Linked DNA regions of Oryctolagus cuniculus: region 1 is linked to region 2. Evidence: chromatin contacts called from public Micro-C data. All regions are on one chromosome and are shown on one strand. Each heading gives the region's core, a stretch centred on a gene start, on an enhancer-like site or on the middle of the called end of the contact. The rest is flanking DNA. Distances are from core to core; before and after follow the strand shown.

Region 1 (6,771 bases), core at 1,705-4,204, 50 kb after region 2:
TATCCAGATGGACACAGCTGGCCCCGGCCCGCTGCGGACCCTGGAGTGCACAGGGGGCAAGCAGGGGGCCTCACCTGCCCGCAAAGGAGGGCACTGGCAGAGCCGGGGGCTGGGGTCACTCCTCCACCCCAGCTGTCACCCACAGGGGCCGGGAGGAGCCAGTGGGTGGTGGGGGGAGGGGGAGGGGGAGGGGGCTGCCCTCCCACCCCTCTCCCCAGGCAGCTCAGCTTTGTTTACAGCCAGGAGACAAGCTTCCTGCTTCTAGAGAAAGGGCTTTTTCCAGGGGCCTACAGGGACGGGAGAGCGAGCCGGCCCGCGAGCCCCCAGTGAATCAGAGACACATGGCCGGCGCCCCGCCTGCTCACCCCGCCGCCCGCCCGCAGGGACCCGGATCTCGCCAAACCCCAAACAGCAGGAAACTCTCAAATTGCCTCAACTGCCGCTGGTCCTGCTGCCGTAGACTGAGCCCGCCAGGTCCTGGCCGGGACTCACTGCCCGCCCGGCTGGGCCGCTGCACCCTCCCTGCTGGCACCCCCAGCTGTCACGTCTGGGACTGTCCCCTGAAGCCTTCCCACCGTGTCCCCCCACCCCAGTCTCCCTGGGCCCAGGCCTGCAGACCCACCCTCCTCCCAGGGTCCAGCTGGACTGGAGGGTGGGGCGGGGGATGGAGTTACAGAGAAGCTTCTAGAAGGCTCCATCCAACGCCTCTTATCGGCAGCAGGGATGGGCCAGGCGCCGCTGTTTATTGAGCTGTCTCTGCGTCAGGGCGGTCAGGGCGTGTGTGCCTTTGTGTGGGTGGAGCAGAGCTGGGGGCACAAGGCAGTGAGCCCACAGGGACCACCCGCACAGGCAGGGAAGACGGTGGCCAGAGGGGGTCGGCGCCAGGCCAGACAGAAGGCACCACGTTTCAGCATGAACAGAGAAAGAGCTCGTGTTGTTTGCGAAACACTTTTCTGTTTTAATTTGACAGACAGAACTCCCGTCCCCTGGTTCGTTCTCTAAATGCTTGCCATGGCTGGGGGCGGGGGGGGGGGGCAGGATCACAAGCCAGGTCTCCCACAGTGATCTGAGCCATCTGGGCTGCCTCCCAGGGTCCATATTAGCAGGACCGGAAGACAGGACTCAAACCCAGGCATGGCAGTGTAGATGCGGGAGGTATAACCACTAGGCTAAACGCCCACTTCATGAAACACTCCCTTAACGCAGCTCCTGGCACTGCAGCCCCCGTAGGCAGCCGAAACAGGCATCACCCACGTTGTACAGGAAGCCACCCAGGTCACAGCAGAGGGGGCGCTAGAACTGGGGTCTGGGGGCTCAGGGGCAGGAAGGCCCCGGCCTTGCCTCCCCCAGGTGCCCTTCCCCTGCTCCCCATAACCTGTTCCCCCCATCTCCTGTCTCATCCACAGCCCACCGGCCACGCTGCCCTCCTCGGGGCCGTAGGACCCCTCCCACCTCCCCCGTCCCTGGCAGCACCTTGAGCGAAGGCCGAGTTCCGAAGACCCTCCTTGAACCTCCATTTCCGGGTGCCAAGGAAGCTGGAGGGATCCCCGATGCGTCTGCCCAGAGGGGGCCTCCGCGGTGGCCGCTGTCCCCCCACACACACCTGGAGCTGCCGGGAGGCGGCTGCCCAGATGCTGACCCCAGCGCGGGGCGGGCGGGGACCCTTCCGCCTTGCAGAGCCAGGCCGCTCTTAGCTTTTCTACTCTCCGACGTGGCTGGCGGCTGGCGGGAAGCAGGACAAGGGAGCCAGCCCCGTGTCTGCCGGCCGGCACGGAGGCCTCCGTCTCACCATGTAGAGATCACGCACACACCGTATATACAGATATATTCTATATACAACCTCTCTCTATAAATATATATAATATATATATATGCACAGTACATACCTACCACCTGTATCTGCAGGCCCGCCCGCCCGCGTGTGGGGCAGGAGGCAGAGGGCTCTGGCGGGTGCGAGTCCCCCAGGGGCGCAGCGTGGGCTGGAGTGAGGTCATCCGGCTTCCCACACCCCTGCGGCCCCTCCCCTGAAGGCTTAGGTTCACTGACTTGGCTTCCCATGGCCAAGGACAGACGGAGAGGCCCAGAGGTTCCGGGCAGGGTGATGCTGTGGGGGGAGGGGCAGTAGGGACACCTCCACTGCCAGCCTTACCCCTGTGTGATAGCTCCCCCTCCCCGGGATCTCGGCAGGTGGCAGAACCAGACAGACGCTGCCTCCTCCGGCCCCATCCCTCTGCCTCAGGGCCCAGGGCTGCCCTGCCCGGCCCGGCCCCCGACCGGCAGTGGGTCTCTGTGCACAGCAGCCCCCCCGCACCCCGTGTGCCCCTTGGTCACATGTGTTGTCCTCCGGGATGTTTGCCGCTGTGGCTGCTGCACCTGTGTTCCTCCGTGCCGTCTTCCTCCATCCGCGTAACTGCCTGTCCTGTCGTGGTTTCTCCCGTGTGTAGCCGGACCCCGGGCCATTAAACCAACCGTTCTCCTGCGTCTGTGCCGCTCCCTCGCTCCCTCGCTCGGGGCTGGGGCCTCCCCCAGGTCCCTCCTCCCCTGCGCGTGAGCCTTGGCTGCTCCAGGCCGTCAGAATGGGGGCTTTGGTGGCTGGGGGCCCCTCCCTTGTTAAGTCAGGGTCACGAGGGCTATTGTTCTAGAAATTTCCTGGCAAGGGCAGGGTCAGTGAGGAAGGAATCGAGGGTCCTGTGGGTCTGAGTGCTCCTAGTGACCTTGGCCTCCTGGGCCTGAGTGCGGGGACACGGGGGGAGCCGCACGTTGGACCGGGTGGCCCAGCCCGCGGTGCTTGGGAGAGGAAGCCCGCTCCTTCCCCGAGCCCCCGGCTCCCGGACGCCCCCCATTCTGCCCCCCAGCCCACTGGGCCAGGCCTGCAGACCTCATCGGCAGCGTCAGCTCCCCGAGGGAACAGGAGGTCACCACCCGTGGGCTGCAGGAGAGGCAGGAAGCAGCCGTGCCCCGGGGGAGCGCCCGGGCTGCCTGGGAAGCGTCAGCTGACACACAGGGAAAGTCTGACCTCCTGCAGCACGGCCCAACCTCCCCCTCCGGGCCGCAGCATGCGAACGCAGGGTGGAAATGTGGAGAGGACGGTGAGCCCCGCTCTTAGAAAGCAGGGCACGGCCCCGCGCCATGGTGAGCTGTGCCGAGCCCGGCAGGGTGCAGCGGGCCATGCCCTCCCAGGGAGGCAGCACCGCAGGCCAGGGCCCGACTTCCTGCACACTGTGCGCCCCTGGACAAGTCACTCAGCCTTTCTGAGCTGCGATCTTTAAAATGTGTTTATTTGTAAGGCACAGTTACAGAGGGAGGGAGAACTTTCAGCCACTGGCTCACTCCCCAAACGGCTGGGCCAGGCTGAAGCCGCGAACCAGGGGCTCCATCCGGGTCTCCTGCGTGGGTGGCAGAAGCCCAAGCACTGGGCCATCTTCTGCCGCCTTCCCAGGCGCATTCACAGGGAGCTGGGTGGGAAGTGGGGCACCCAGGGCAGGGTCACCCGCTGTCCCGGGTGCTGGCTGAACAACACCCGGCCGTATCACCTAAGTAGGAGTGAACGTGAACCCCGCCTTGCAAGGCAGGGGTGGGGGGCAGGGTGCACGGTGCTGGGGCCAGGGCAGTAGTGAGGACAGTGAACCAATGTGGTGGGTGGTCCCGGTGGGCTCGGCCTGGCCGTGGTGGGACGGGGAGGACCTAAGGCCTGAGGTGGGCGGGGAGAATCTGAGGAGTCAGCCCCCCCCACACTGTTCCTCAGGTGGTCACCACGGCAGATCTTTCTGGAACGTAGCACCCCTGACCCCCCAGGAATGTCCCCTGCATCCCTGCCCCCAGGACGACGCCACTGGCAGGTCGCGAACGGCTGGGGGGCGGGGGCTGCTGCCTGGGTCCCGGGCAGAGCAAGTTCGAGGGGAGAGAGCGTGCGGGGTGGGCTCTCGGTCGGGGGCGGCCTGGGCTTCCGCTGCGCGCCCCACACGAAGAGGGAGCCCGCTCCCCGAAGAGCCACACGCGCCGGGCAGCTCCCCCTGGCTGAGCTCGGGGCCTGGGAGTGCGCGGGCTGCGGCTTCCCGACGGAGCGGCTGCACGGCGCCCCCTGCTGGCCGCGGCGGGAAGCGCAGCCGCAGCCACTGGCCGCCCAGGGTCGCCCGTCCCCGGGGGTTTAAAGCCCTGTTGGAGCCAGAGGCAAGAAGCGCTGTAGACACCCGTGGGAACACCCACCCGTGAGCCACGAGGATGAGGAGAAACAGCTAATGATGCTCCACTAAAACCGCACACACGGCTGCTGGCCCAGCCCCTCCCTGGTCCCCACTCCCGGCACCTGCTCAGGACCAGGAGGGTTCCTTGGGGGAAGGAACCTGTCACAGTAGGGTGACAGCTGGGACTCTGGCAGCCCCTTTGGGCTGGAGGCACTGAGTCAGGAGCTTTTCAGGCTCCCTAAGTGAGAAGTCTTAGGTTTGGAAGTGGTGGGGGGGTGGGGCAGCACAGCGCCTTGAGCCTGGGAAGCTGCAGTGGCCAGGGTGGGGGTGCAGCTCCGGGCCCTGGGCCTCCAGCCCTCTCGGCATCTCCTCAGCCCCAAGACGCTGTTGTTCGTTTATTAATACTGGTTTTTCCAAAACTTTGTTTTTTTCATTGTATCTGAAAGGCACAGAGACAGAGAGAGATCTTCCATCTGCTGGTTCACTCCCTGGAAGCCGTCAACAGCCAGGGCTGGGCCAGGCCAAAGCCAGGAGTCTGGAACTCCGTCCAGGTCTCCCCTGTGGGTGTCAGGGACCCAAGTACTTGAACCACGGGGTGCTGCCCCCCAGGGTGCAGCTCGGCAGGGGGCTGCATTGGAAGTGAGGGGGCACCGATAGGGGGTCCCGGTGGCCCGGGGGTAACACCTGCCCCGGAAAGACGCTGGTTGGCCCAAGCCTTTCTCGGTCCTGTGAGTGGGCGGGGCTCTCATTCGAGGCCACCACATAAGCCCTCGGCTGCCCTGCGGGAGGCGCCCACCTGTGGTCCAACCAGCTCCACGGTGTGGTCCTGCACCACTGCCCCCGTTTCCGCAGTTACTGGCAAAGGGCACAGCCGCCAGCCCCAGATGACTTCCTGTGGCTTCTGGCTTTGTCGCCACAGGGTCTCTGTGCCCCCTGCAGCAGCCAGGGGTCAATCCTCGGGGCCCGCTCACGTGGGCAAGTGGAGCCGCTGTTGTCTGAGGGGAGGCACCAGGGCAGGGCAGTTTCGGCAGGAGGTGTGTGGCAGGCGGCTGGGCTCTGCAGCATGGCAAAGATGTCGGCTGGGACCGGAAGTGGGGATTGCATGAGGTCCCTGAGCACAGAGCTTGGGAAGAGAGAGAGGCCTGGGGCTGGTGCTGTGGCATTGTGGGTAAGGTTCTGCCCTGCAGTGCCAGCAACCCATAGGGCGCCGGTTCTGGTCCCGGCTGCTCCACTTCCCATCCAGCTCTCTGCTGTGGCCTGGGAAAGCAGTGGAGGATGGCCCAAGTGCTTGGGCCCCTGCACCTGCATGGGAGACCCAGAGGAAGCTCCTGGCTCCTGGCTTCAGATTAGCCCAACTCCGGCCATTGCGGCCATCTGGGGAGTGAACCAGTGAATGGAAGACCTCCTTCTCTTTCTCTTTGGCTCTCCCTCTCTGTAATTCTGCCTTTCAAGAAAACAAATCTTAAAAAAAAAAGACATCACTATTAATAATTTTTTAAAAAAGGAGTGAGCCCTGGAGCCAGGGGCCCTGAAGCTGGCTGGAGGGAGGGGAGGGATTTTCTGGGTGGCCACGGCCGGCTACGCGGCCACGCTCCTGGGGTCCAGAGCCCTAAGACAGCCAGCAGTGGGAGAGCCGCCCAGGGTGTGACGAGGCCTGTTCAGGGTGGGGTCTGCAGGGGCCAGAGGTGGGGCAGAGGGCCGGATGGAGTGGGGAGACAGTGGTGCCAGCCATGCGCGGCCTGAGCCCTGGCAGAGGGGCAGAGAGGGGCCTGGCGGGGGTGGGGGAGGCTGCAGGAGGGAGGTCCCCAGGGAAGAGAAAGGGGCGATTCCTTCCTCGGTTTTGGGGGCCCAAAAGGCCAAGATGGAGGTGCTGGCACATTTGGAGTCTGGGGTGCCAGCCATAGACAGCCCCCTCCTCACTTTGTTCTCACGTGGTGGGAGGGGCCGGGGTCTCTCTGGGGTCCCCTTGACAGTGACCCCAGCCCCGTTCAGGAGGGCTCCGGGCTCATGGCCGGATCACCCGCTGACCCTGGCAGCACCTTGGAGGACACCGACAGGCCATTGCGGTGGCTGGGGAGGTGGTCTCCAAGGACATCCTGGGGACGGGCCGGTGCACTGTGCTGCGGCCAGGGGGTGACGGTGAGGCCGCCCTGGCTGTCCCCTCTCCTCACTGCCCAGCCAAGCTCATCACTTGAGGAGCCGTGCGTGTGGGAGGGAGCGGGGTGCCCCCAGTCAGGGCACCTCCTGAAGGACGTGTGTACCGTGAGCTCGAAGGGAGGGCAGCCCAGAGGCCAGGGGCGTCCTGAGCGCCGAGCCTCACGCGTGGGCAAGCCTGGACACTCACTGGATAAAACTTGTGAAAGGTTTATGTATGGAGTTATTCATTTGAAAGGCAAAGTGACAGAGAGAGAGAGAGAGATTTTCTTTCTGCTGGTTCACTCCCCAAACGGCCGCAGTGGCCAGGGCTGTGCCAGGCCGAAGCCAGGAGCCTGGAGCTCCATCCGGGTCTCCCACATGGATGGCAGGGGCCCCAGGACTTGCCACCATCTTCTGACACTTGCCCAGGCGCGTTAGAAGGGAGCCAGAT
Region 2 (6,394 bases), core at 2,209-4,708:
GAGAGAGCGCGAGTGAGTGAAATCTTCCATCTACTCCCCAAATGGCTGCAACATCCCGGGCTGGGCCAGGCCCAAACCAGAATCCCGGGGCTCCAGATGGCTCTCCCCTACTGGTGGCAGGAGTCCAAGGGCTTGGGCCGTCCTCTGCTGCTTCCCCAGCTGCACCAGCAGGGAGCTGGATCAGAAGTGGAGCAGCTGGAACATGAACCGGTGCCCAGATGGGATTAACCGGCTCCAACACAAAGCCAGCCCCAGCCTCTCCTTTCAGGTTGGAATAGCAAATGGCCTTGGAAGAGAAAAGTGGTGCCTCCCTCTGGTTCCCTTCGCCCAGGGCTCCTCACTGCTCTGCAAAACCCACCTGGGCCTGCCTGCTCACCCTCGTGGGCCTGGCAGGTAGGAAGTGACACAACCACGGACGGCCACCAGCTGTGACGTGAGTGGCAAAGTCCTTAGTCTCTGAGCCAGGGGTCGCACGCCTTCTGCCAACAGACACGGATCTGAGGCGGGCTGACCCTCCCCTCCCCGTCCTTCTCAGAAGATGTGGACGTGACTTCGGAGTGAGAGGCGCGGCCAGGTGGGGCTCGGCCCGACTGTCTTCGTACGAGTCTGGTTTTTGTTGTTGTTGTTACTATGATGAAACAGCTGGGGCTAGGGAGCTACGAGAAAAGAGGTTTGAGATCAGCATTGTAGCACACCAGGAACAAGGTGCTGCCTGTGATGCCGGGATCCCACGTGGACACTGGTTCGAGTCCCGGCTGCTCCACTTCCGGTCCAGCTCCCTGCTGTGGCCTGGGAAAGCAGCAGAAGATGGCCCAAGTGCTTGGGTCCCCGCCACCCACTTGGAAGACCTGGATGAAGCTCCTGGCTTTGACCTGGCCCAGCCCTCCCTGGCCGTTGCAGCCACCTGGGGGGTAAAACAGCAGCTGGATACTCGCTCTCTCCCTCCCTCCCTCTCTCCCTCTCCCCCCCAAAACTCATTCAAATAAACAAATCTCTAAGAAAAGAGGTTCATTCTGGTTCTCAGGCTGAGGCCTCCACCCCAGGACCACCGCTGACCCTAACCACGCCCCAGGACCACCGCTGACCCTAACCACACCCCAGGACCACCGCTGACCCTAACCACGCCCCCAGGACCACCGCTGACCCTAACCACGCCCCCAGGACCATTGCTGACCCTAACCATGCCCCCAGGACCACCGCTGACCCTAACCATGCCCCCAGGACCACCGCTGACCCTAGCCACGCCCCCAGGACCACCGCTGACCCTAACCACGCCCCCAGGACCATCGCTGACCCTAGCCACGCCCCAGGACCACCGCTGACCCTAACCACACCCCCAGGACCATCGCTGACCCTAACCACGCCCCAGGACCATCGCTGACCCTAGCCACGCCCCCAGGACCACCGCTGACCCTAACCACGCCCCCAGGACCACCGCTGACCCTAACCATGCCCCCAGGACCACCGCTGACCCTAACCACGCCCCAGGACCACTGCTGACCCTAACCACGCCCCCAGGACCACCGCTGACCCTAACCACGCCCCAGGACCACCACGCCCCAGGACCACTGCTGACCCTAACCACGCCCCCAGGACCTCCGCTGACCCTAACCATGCCCCCAGGACCACTGCTGACCCTAACCACGCCCCAGGACCATCGCTGACCCTAGCCACGCCCCCAGGACCACCGCTGACCCTAACCACGCCCCCAGGACCACCGCTGACCCTAACCATGCCCCCAGGACCACCGCTGACCCTAACCACGCCCCAGGACCACCACGCCCCAGGACCACTGCTGACCCTAACCACGCCCCCAGGACCACTGCTGACCCTAACCACGCCCCAGGACCACTGCTGACCCTAACCACGCCCCCAGGACCACCGCTGACCCTAACCACGCCCCAGGACCACCACGCCCCAGGACCACTGCTGACCCTAACCACGCCCCCAGGACCTCCGCTGACCCTAACCATGCCCCCAGGACCACTGCTGACCCTAACCACGCCCCAGGACCATCGCTGACCCTAGCCACGCCCCCAGGACCACCGCTGACCCTAACCACGCCCCCAGGACCACCGCTGACCCTAACCATGCCCCCAGGACCACCGCTGACCCTAACCACGCCCCAGGACCACCACGCCCCAGGACCACTGCTGACCCTAACCATGCCCCCAGGACCTCCGCTGACCCTAACCATGCCCCCAGGACCACTGCTGACCCTAACCACGCCCCCAGGACCATCGCTGACCCTAGCCACGCCCCCAGGACCACTGCTGACCCTAACCACGCCCCCAGGACCATTGCTGACCCTAACCACGCCCCCAGGACCTCCGCTGACCCTAACCACGCCCCCAGGACCACTGCTGACCCTAACCACGCCCCCAGGACCATTGCTGACCCTAGCCACGCCCCCAGGACCACTGCTGACCCTAGCCACGCCCCCAGGACCACCACTGACCCTAACCACACCCCCAAGGCCCAGCCCCTAAAGCAGTCAGTAAACTCCCACCTGCTCAAAACCTCACAAAGGAGACTCAGCTGCCACACGGGGACACAGCCACATCCAGAGGCGAGGCCGGGAGAGGGTGCTGTTCTAGAATCATCACTGAGCAGGACCAAGCCGGCCCTGTCCGGGGATGCGGAAGAGCCCGGAGGGGGCTGGGCCAGTGGCAGCTCCACGCCGTCCACAGCCCGGGGGAGGGGGCACGGCAGGTGCCCATGGGGAGGTTTGCTGGGCAGAGAGCCAAGACCAGGAGAACCTGGGTTAGTGGAGAGAGCTCAGTGGGGGAGGGGTGCACGTGGGGAAGAATGAGAACTGCTGAGGGCCAGCAGGCACCTGGGAGGAGGTGGAGCCGAGGAGAGGCTGGGGGCCCTGGGAAGCTGGGGACGGGAGGCATGGGAAGTCCAGGAGATGGACGGAGCTCGGTGGCTGTGCTGGAGGCGGACCGCGCTCATCGACACGGATGGGGTCAATCCCGCGTGGGAGAAGAGGCCAGAGTCCAGGCAGGGAGGAGCTGCCAGACCTCTGCGGGGCTGGAGACGGACAGCCGAATGAATTACCAGGGACCCCCACTGTCTCCATGACGTGGAAGGTGGGGTCCCCGCTGAACGGCGGGGCTGCAGGCTGAGGGAGAGGGAGGGGCTGAGGCCCTGCGCACCATGGAGGAAGCTGAGAACGCGATGCGCGAAGCCCGAGTCACAACCACAGGCATTATGGCAAGTGACACCCGCGAGGGTTACAGTGGAAACCAGGGGCCAGCGCCGTGGCGCAGGGGCAAAGCCACTACTGGGGAGGTGGCCATTCCATAAGGGCTCTGGTTCACATCCTGGCTGACCCATGTCCGATCCAGTGCCCTTCTAATGGCCTGGGAAGATCTCCCTTCTGTCTGCGCACGTGTGTGTGTGTGTGTGTATAACTCTTTCAAATAAGTTATATATATATATATATATATATATATTTAAGAAATGAAATGGAAGTCTGCTTGCAACGCCAGCATCCCACATGGGTGCCATTTGGAGTCCTGGCTGCTCCCAAGGAAAGCAGCAGGAGGTGGCCCACGGGCTTGGGCCCCTGCCACCCATGTGAGTCTGGGGTGGAGTCCGGGGCAGTGAACCAGCAGATGAAAGATCTGTCTCCCTGTAACTCTGCCTTTTGGAGAGAGAGAGAGAGAGAGACAGAAAATTTCCACCGCACCCATCAGTGGGAAAGCAAGGGGGCTCTGGCTCTGCTTAGCCATCTTGGAGAAAAGCAAAGGCCTGGCCCACGCTGACCCCGAGTGACCCCTTCCTGGCCACAGGTGCAGGCCCCAGGTAGCTTTGCGGGAAAGCCCTCCCTTGGGGCAAAAACCTGTTGTGCACCCAGAGGGGAGCAGAAAGCAGAGGGGCCGGCGGCCCTCCGAAGGTCGGGGGTATCTCACGGCTTCTTCGAGTCTAGATCCTGGACACTGCCCTTGGCGGGCCACCCCATCAGCTCCCGCGTACGGGGGCTCTGCTCACGGCCGGAGCGCAGCCCTCCCTGCCCGCTGGACCCCACGGGAGGTCTCTCCGCAGCTGAGGGCTCCGGCATGGCCTGCTCTGTAACAGAGGCAATGAGGTTTGGGGGCCTGACCGCCCCGCGTGGTCACCAAAGCGGAGGATGACAGCCGCAGCTGGGGACGCGCCCGCCCGAGGCGCCAGTGCCAGGCGCTAGAGACTTTCCGAGGGGAGGGGAGCAGGGCAGGGCGCTTCCCGGCTGCCGCCCACCTGCCCCGGGCGTCCAGAACCCTGGAGCCGGTCCCGTAGCGCGCAGTGCGCAGCCAACGCGGCAGGTGGCGGCGTCTCCCCGCGTCCCGCCCGCTGCCCGGCCCGCAAGTCCCCGCCCTGAACCTTACGGGGAAGGCGCGCGGCTCGCCCCTGGCTGGCGGGCGGCGCTGGTCCGAGCGCCGGCGGGAGCGTGGCCGCCGTCGAGGTGCCCAGGGCACGGGACAGCGCCGGGGGCGCGCGCCGTTCCCCAACCCCGCAGCCCAGCGCCCCGGAGCGCGGCGACGTCCGGCGAGCGGCGGGGGCGGCTGGGCGGCCCCGGCAAAGCCGCTCCCGGCCCGCCCCACCCGGGCCTCTTCTCTCGTCCCGGCCAGGCGGCGGACGGGCGCCCGCGGGCCGGGGCTACATGGAGCCCCCGCGCGGCCGTCTCCGCTGGCTGCTGCTGCTCTGGGCGGCCGGCTCGGGGCTCCTCGTCGTCCTGTACTCGGCGCTGGAGCCGCACCCCAGCCCCGGAGCCCAAGCCAGGTAGGGGCTGCGGCGGGCACCTTGCGCCGTGGGGACCCGCCCTGCGCCCGGCGAGCCGCTCATTGTTCCCCGGGTCTGAGCAGATGCGCCTTTTGCTGTCGGAGTCTGGCCCGGCCACCTGAGTCTGATCGAGACGGTTCCTGGGTTCTTGCACTGTTCCTCAACCCCACCCCACCCCACCCCCGCGCGGGCGCCTTCGGGAAGTCGCACTTTTTCAGACTCTTAAGTTTTGGGCAAGGACCCAGGCGCCCGGGTTTCCAACGGGGCGGTGGCCAGGCTACCTCCTCCCTGGCCTCCGAGTGATCGGCTGTGGGATCCGAGGGGCACGGGAGCCGGATCTGGGTCCCGGCCCCCCGCCCCCCACCCAGTCTGCGCCCCTGCGCGGCGCTTCCTCCGGCTGGCCCGGGGCACCCTCCTTTCTTTGTGCGCAACAGGGGGAAACCTGAGAGCCTGCCTTTGGCGAGGGGTGGCTCCCCGCGACTTAGCTGCACTTGGGGATGCAGATCACCAGGCCCTTCCATGCCGGGTTCCCCACCTGTGCCCCCACTGCGCACTCCCCAGAACGCTCTGAAAACCAAGCTGGCATCCGCTGGCTGAAGACCAGGTGGAATCAGGGCACAGAGCTGGCCAGCAGGGGCCCGGCGCCAGGGAGCCTGGGAGTGCGTCCCCACGGAGGGACCTGGTGTGACACCCGAAGCTGGCATAATAAAGAGGCCTGGGAGAGGGGACGGCATTGAGAAAGGGGGAGGGGCGCTCCCTGTCAACTTTATGTAAAGATGCTTACACAAACTTAAAGTACACATCCTTTAAACGTCCCTCATACCCTTCAGGGGGCTTGCTCTATGCCTATTGTATCTCAACAGAGGTGTTTCTTTCTTGTTTTTTTCTTTAATATAAATCTTTCACCTTTTTCAAATCTGACTCAGAAATCATATTTGTGCTGCAGCTTGGAGCCCAGGGGGCACGTGGCAGCAGGGCCCACCTGCAGGGGTCTGGTGTGAGCAGGGGGCGGGGTGGGGGTGTTTAGTCCTGGAGAGAAGTGGGAGGGGCCTGGAGCCTGCAGGTGCAGGCTGTGTGACCCCCCCCCCACCCTCCAGGGACTTGTGCAGGGGGGTGGGGCCTGAGGAGTGGGCCGTTACTGCAGGTTGTGGTGGAACCCACTCGCAGAAGAACCTGGATGAGTGGTCCCCACACCTGTAGACCCGCAAAGACACGATCCATTTTCCTCTGAACCAGGGGGAGGCCTGAGGATCCGCATAGCACAGACCCAGCAGGACTTTTGTAAGGACATTTTAGGACAGGCCTCACTGGGACTCTGAGCTGAGTAGGTTTAGTTCTATGAAAAATGCAGCCCTTTGTCCTGTTTTCTCCCGGGCTGGTCCAACTTCCCGGAGTCCCTCCCCCCCCCCCGCCCCAGGTGCCCTGGCAGGTAACTGGAAACACCTGGGTTCCTGAGAGGGCGGGCTGGGACAAAGCCGGCCACACCTGCAGGCTCCCAGGCCACAGCTCCGTGCGGGAGAATCCGTGCGGGATTAACTGAACGGGGGTGGGGGTGGGGGGCAACAACTGGCCTGCAGCGACCCCCTCATGTCTGCCCCTTGACTCACCTGGTGGGGGAGGTGGGACCCAC

The links. Hi-C and Micro-C count contacts between places; a contact is called where the count stands out from the background.
Region 1: a Micro-C map of ear pinna shows a contact between it and region 2, with 6 times the contacts expected there. The contact joins the enhancer-like site here to the promoter of ST6GALNAC2 in region 2. A contact is called at or near these places in 2 of 6 Hi-C or Micro-C datasets (ear pinna and an unstated tissue).

The regions. Positions count from the first base shown.
Region 1 is chr17:4,260,622-4,267,392 of mOryCun1.1, forward strand. It overlaps CYGB (cytoglobin), which reads left to right. Exons shown (of 4, transcript XM_070060258.1): 4 at 1,407-2,479. The coding sequence ends at 1,440. Among named protein-coding and RNA genes, the nearest start is that of CYGB, 11 kb to the left of the region's middle. Within about 2 kb of position 2,955, at least 4 of the 8 cell types and tissues checked have an H3K27ac peak or open chromatin away from gene starts, as enhancers often do. A contact at or near this core is called in ear pinna, where this site is marked.
Region 2 is chr17:4,210,550-4,216,943 of mOryCun1.1, forward strand. ST6GALNAC2 (ST6 N-acetylgalactosaminide alpha-2,6-sialyltransferase 2) reads left to right here and starts at 3,459. Exons shown (of 9, transcript XM_070060255.1): 1 at 3,459-3,582. The coding sequence starts at 3,503. LOC138846131 reads left to right here and starts at 2,091. Exons shown (of 1, transcript XM_070060893.1): 1 at 2,091-2,489. The coding sequence starts at 2,091. The coding sequence ends at 2,489.